2 separate regions of the Cyprinus carpio genome follow, and region 2 is linked to region 1. A link is a contact called in public Hi-C data. All regions are on one chromosome and are shown on one strand. The core of a region is the stretch at or near the end of the contact, and the rest is flanking DNA. Distances in the headings are between cores, read along the strand shown.

The links. A called contact is a pair of places that touch in the nucleus more often than the background predicts.
Region 2: a Hi-C map of liver shows a contact between it and region 1, with 10 times the contacts expected there. The contact joins the enhancer-like site here to the promoter of LOC109111997 in region 1. A contact is called at or near these places in 8 of 8 Hi-C or Micro-C datasets (liver, red blood cells and skeletal muscle).

What each region holds. Positions count from the first base shown.
Region 1 is chrB19:22,668,996-22,672,191 of ASM1834038v1, forward strand. It overlaps LOC109111997 (endothelin-1-like), which reads right to left and starts at 1,668. Exons shown (of 5, transcript XM_042745584.1): 1 at 1,105-1,668; 2 at 561-711; 3 at 314-451; 4 at 1-17. The coding sequence starts at 1,285.
Region 2 is chrB19:22,741,076-22,744,271 of ASM1834038v1, forward strand. No RefSeq gene overlaps it. Among protein-coding and RNA genes, the nearest start is that of LOC109111989, 15 kb to the left of the region's middle. Within about 2 kb of position 1,701, at least 1 of the 8 cell types and tissues checked has an H3K27ac peak or open chromatin away from gene starts, as enhancers often do.

The sequences.
Region 1 (3,196 bases), core at 418-2,917:
CTGATGCTGCTTTATGCCTAAAAAAGAAAGTTCATATGAGGCATGAGCAGTCAATTCCTGAACAAGTTTGATAAAAGCCCACAAATAGAACTAAAACCTGTTTCTGCAAGTTCGTCAAGTCATGCAGTGACAGCTATTATGCCTTAGAGCATTACTGAGGTTCCCACACACAGCTCGTGCTCGGGAAAACAAGTGTGTCCCAAATATTTTTTAACCAGTACGTTTTGTGACCTTGAAATTGGTCTTCAGATTAAAACTATCTGGCTTTGAGCTATGATGACGTTCATGTTATTAGCATTCAGTGTGTACTTACGCATTGTTCGGCTGACAGAATGAAGAGCATGTTTTGTCTTGGCTATCTGCACATTTGCAGCGTGACTTGGGCACAACAGGTTCTGTTATTGAGCGCTTCTTACGTGGAGCGTTTCCAAGTCCATATGACACTGTTCGCCTGAGGGAAAGAAAAAATAATTAGAAGACAATGTTAGTCATGCCATCCTTCAAAAATGATTTAAAGATTTATTTATTTTCTTTTTAAGTCATGAACTATAATGACTTACTCTGGTGTGTTGACCCATATTATGTCCAGGTGGCAAAAGTAGACACACTCTTTATCCATAAAACTTGCGCAGGAACACCTCTTAGTCCTGGAGTGTCGCACAGAGATCGGCGTGCCTTGTGCTGTGCCATGACCCAAAGATGCTGGAGCAGCTAAAATTACAAAATTATGTTGAATTCATAAGGTTTTGCAACATAAAGAATTCTACCTACAAGCACGCACTGTGATTTTTACACTGTGTTTGATGGACTGGAAAAGCTATAATTTGTCACGCTCAATTAAAAATTACAGTGATGCTCGTCATATAGTCTACGAGAATATTAAAACTTTATCTTGCATGTGTTTATAGGTTGTTTAAGCAAGGTCTTAATGCACTACTCTTATACTTAATCACACCTGCACTTTTAGGTCTGTATTTTGACACGTTACAGATTGTTTAATACTTAATGTAAACTTTAAAAACTTTTAACAGTAATTAAGAAAACTATTTTAAAAGCACTCAAATAATCTTTAACACAAATATTGGATGTAAATTAAGTACATACCCAAGTCAAAAAATCCAGATGACAGCATGGACAACACTGGGAAAATAATCCTCAAATCCATTTTATTTAATCTTATGCAAATCCCTGATTCGGCGCAAATTGTGATAATCCAATAAATTCGCAAACTGCTCAAAAGGTTCTGTTTTGCTCTATTAAACTGCAGTCTTCTCAGTGCACTCATGCATCTTTCTGTAATCCAGAGCACACTCCTGTACAGGAGCGCTTATATACGCGCCTTCTCCGCCTCCCGCCCGCTCGCTCGCGCGAACACAATGCTGTTTGTTAATAGTCACCGACAAGCAACGTGTGGAGCGAGATAAGAACTTTGTATTCCTGAGATTCCAGCGGGATGGAGACGCCGGGCGGCCGACTGGTGCCAAGTTTTTTAATGGTAAGCTGTTTTAACTGAGTACAGTTTTCATACGGAGCAGTAGAGGGCGCGCGAATACAGACCGCTCAGACCTGAGACTCCAAACGAGGTTTCTCTTCAGGAATACTGTGAGTAATAAATGTAGTGTTATTTGTATTTCTGTCTATTATATACAGTGTTGGGGAGTAACTAGTTGCATGTAACGGAGTTACGTAATTTAATTTCAAAATAAATGTAACTGTAATCAGTTACATTTACCGAGAAAAAATGTGTAATTAAAAAAAGTGACGTGACATTCAGCCAAGTATGGTGACCCATACTCAGAATTTGTGCTCTGCATTTAACCCATCCGAAGTGCACACACACAGAGCAGTGAACACACACACACACTGTGAACACACACCCGGAGCAGTGGGCAGCCATTTTATGCTGCGGCGCCCGGGGAGCAGTTGGGGGTTCAGTGCCTTGCTCAAGGGCACCTAAGTCATGGTATTGAGGGTGGAGAGAGCGCTGTACATTCACTCCCCCCACCCACAATTCCTGCCGGCCCGAGACTCGAACTCACAACCCTTCGATTGGGAGTCCGACTCTCTAACCATTAGGCCACGACTTCCCTTATAATTACATTACACTAATCAACATTTGAAGTGGATCAAAACCTTTCATCAAATTTGTCCTAAAACCTAAAACGCGTTTTTGTCTTAGGACAACTTTGATTAACTTTTCTGATCCACTTCAAATGTTGACTACTATAGTTACTTATGAAAATGTTAATGATCACAAAGGGTGTTACATCTGAATGTCATAGCTATGCAAAGATTTGACTTCAGAAACAGTAACAAAGCTATTAAACTATTCCTTATCGTTTTAAATCTGTATTTAACCTCTGAATGATCTCAGAGTAGATCAAAGTGAGTTTGTGGTGGCAGTTTTTAAAAAAAATAAATTATTGTAATCTTAATTCAAATGATAAAGGATTCTGAAAAAGCTCACAGTAATCAGTGTTGTGTGCTACTGTAAACTTAACCCTGCCTGGTTCAAAGGTTTTAAAAATGATTATCAGTTGAAAACATTTGTTAGAAATGTAGCCTTTGAACTGATTTATCAAATGTAATCAGTTACATTACTTTAGTAAAGTAATTGAAATAGTTACACTACTAATTAAATTTTAAATAAGGTAATTTTTAATCTGTAACCTATTACATATCCAAGGTAACCTACCCAACAACACTGATTATATATTTATATAGTGTAGACTGGGGATAGATACGTTTCAAAGTGTAGTTAAATCAAAATGTCAATTTTTTTTTTTTTTTTTTTTTTTTTTTTTTTACTTTAAAGTTTTGGCTATAAAAAAAACAATTGAACATATTCATCCATATTGCCCAGTAAAGTTAATTGAAGTTAACTGGAGCACTCAATATGGGGTAAATTGTCACAGATTAACTTGCTGTTAAACAGAATAGGCTTTTTAGCACAACTTAATTTGTTAATCGATTAGTTTGTAATTGTAATTGATTTAGATTCAAAGAGTAATTTCAAATCATTTTGGTGTGTATAAATCATTGCAGATTAAGTATATTAAGCAATACTAGCAGCAGTTTAGCCTCTAGCTCTGTCCCTGCCCAATGGAAAACCCAGTTAATGGAAACTCAGGCCAGTTTATGCTCACAATTTGCTACCCTCCACCCGCTTCAAAAATGTATTAAATATTACAGCGCA
Region 2 (3,196 bases), core at 451-2,950, 72 kb after region 1:
TATCAGACAAAACCTGGCAAAGAAATGAGATGAAAGTGCAGAGAAGAGAAGGTGTAATAACGGTTTTCAAAGTTTTTCGCTTGATTTAATTCAGTGTTGATGAATTAAACATGGCGTTGGCTGCCGCCCACTCCTGGAGTTAGGTAATACCAGTGGCGCGTAGAGAACATATGCTCCTGAGAGCGTGTGTATGTGTGTATTTTTACTCAGACTAGGGAGGGTATGCAGTGATGACTCACTCCCTTTCACAATTGTCTTCTTCTATGCTCTTTTTTTTTCTTACAGCTCAACTACACAGTAAAAGATAGATATAAAGACTTTTTTTTTTTTTTTTTTTATATATATATATATATATAGATAGATAGATAGATAGATAGATAGATAGATAGATATATTTTTTTTTTTGCCGAAGTTGTAATTAAAACAAAGATTATTGGAATACATTTTACAGGAAAATCTACTTTTACATTTTCTACTTGAAAATTTAATGCTCAAATCAATGTGTTCTTGACATTTCTTTGTAATTATTTGTGAAATTTATTTGCAATTTCTGGGTGACAATTGGAAATCCTACACCAAATTTTGTCCAGTGTACAGTTAGTTTAAGAAAATCTAGAGCAAGTTAGTTTGATTTTGGCTGAGCCACTTGCCTTATGTAATCTCAGTTATCCTGACCATTTGTCTTTAAGAAAACACTGCTAATCATGGCTTTCCAAGGGCTTGGCGTGGAAAAGGTCAGTGGAACTGCTCGGAATGTCTTGGATAAAAACAGCACCGAGCGAAGGGTGGCAGGGAGACGCCAAATCTGCAGAGAAACATTGCTGACGGCTCATTAGCACTGCCTGAATGCCTCTTCAAAATGTCAGGCCCAGGTCAGACCGGAAGGTGAGATCCACGAGCTGATGTCTGGGGAGGTCTGATAGAGTTGAAGCCATTGTGAAGGATTGGGGACCTGCACCTTGCACACCACTGTTGAGGCTGACACACACTTGGCATTTCACATGCTCACAGAGAACTAGAAAGTTTGCATAACTGATGGAGAAAATCTGGGAAAATTCAGGGCTGATTGCTGTTTTAAGAACTGATGAGGATGTGGAGATCACAACCAGTCTTTTAAGACAGAATATACACACACACATAGAAGGGTTTTAGTATTGATGTCAGAATATAAAAATATAACACCATCAGAAATTTAAAAAGTCTAGCAGAAAACTGAAACTTATCTTATTTCAGCGAGCTGCCAAGAAAAAAAAAATCTCATTATTGTTCAGTTTAAATATTGTTAAAATAACTAAAATAAAAACTGAAATATATATTTTTTAAAAAACAATGTAAATATTTAAATAAGTAAATAAGAAAAAATGACAAAACACAATACAAAACACTTAAAACTTAAAACTAAATTAATTAAAAAAGGACTATTTAAAAAAATTAAAATAAAACACATTAGTAAACTTTAGCTAAAAATAAAAATAAACATGGAAAATATAAAAATAAAAAACATCTGCTTGACCCCAGCTGCAAAGCATGTTTGGTAGCCAGCAATATCACACTGTAATATTTTCTTAAAGTTAAAATACATTAGGATTTTCCATTTGACAGTATCTGATTAAATGCATGAGCTGGAGACATGGCACACTGGTAAGCATGCAAGCAGTTTCAAGGCTGGCTTGCATCAAACATTTATGCATTTAGCAAAAGCTTTTATCCAAAGTAACAACACTGCACTGAAGGCACACTTCAGCTTATCAGTTCATGCATTCCCTGGGAACCAAACCTATGACCTTGGCATTTCTACACCGTGATCTACTGTATTAGCTACACAAATCCAGAATGGAAACATATCCCAAGTAATTTTATGCAGTTTTGTCAAATAATAAATTTCATAGGGCAGTCAGCAATTTTATGCTACCTTGTAAGACATCTAGTTCTGGCCAAATTTACAAGTATCCCAGAAGTCATTGCAATCAGTCAATCAAAATTTGGCTTACCTTACGAAAAAGAAGTTTATTCAAGTGTGCTATTAGTATACTTCTTTTAAACAAAAAATAGGAAAGTATGCTTTTAGTTTAGTTTTTATGTACTTCTCATAAATGGGCTTTATGTACTTCTCAGAAATATACTAAAATGACATTTAAGTATACTTGACTTATACTTACAAAAAGTCTAAATATACTTGAACTTTACTTAAGTATACTTAATAAAATAAACTTGAAGTATACTACTTTTTGGTAAGGGTTGCCCTACTAGTAGGCCTATACCCTATTTGTGTCTAAATGGTTATCCAACATTTTCCTTTTTTATTAAACAACACAGTCTCAATAACTGTGAGGGATCCAAACAAAAGGAGTCTGGTAATGATGTCTTCCTTCAGATCACCTAATGCTTGGCAGTAAACACGTGTGCCTGCATAGAAAGTGAGAGCCACAGACGCCACCTTGTGGTTATTGTTGGACAATTAAGACAGGTTTATTACAGTTAAATAAAAAAATAAATAAAAAAAAAACCTTAATTGAATTAAAATAAATATTAACAGAAATAAAATGAGAAATATAGAAAAACTTTATTTTAGTTAGCTGCCATTTTCATTTTCATTAACATTAACGATACATTAAAAATACCTAAACCTAAAGAAAAATTAATTAAAATTGCATAGAGATTGCATAAAAAGATGTCAAAACACAAAATGACCAAAACTTAAACTAAAATGAAAACAAAAACACATTTTAAAAAAATAAATAAATAAAAAGGGAGCACATTAAAAATAAATAAATAAAAATATTAGTTAAAAAATTAAATTAATAAAAATTACATAGACAAATAAAAAAAGTGTCAGAAACACAAAATGAGTAAAACTTTAACTAAAATAAAAATAAAAATGGAACATTTAAAAAATTAAATAAAAACTGTAATAATATCAGTAGTATTAAAATAACACTGAGCCACACTTTGTGATTAATGTTTGAACTTTGTGTAGTCACATCCATAAATAAAAAACAGCATCTTTTTTGAAAAGAGACTGATTATGCAACTGACATATCTGAGTCTAATAAAATTCTTAATGTCCTTGGATTTTCTGGAACAAAGAACAAATATGCAGGTAAAAGACAAAGGGAGTGATTTTTTTTTTAGTCAGTGACACGTGTCCGCGGCTCTCCTCTTAGGGGTCGGTGGCTGGCGCCGGGACAGCAGGTGA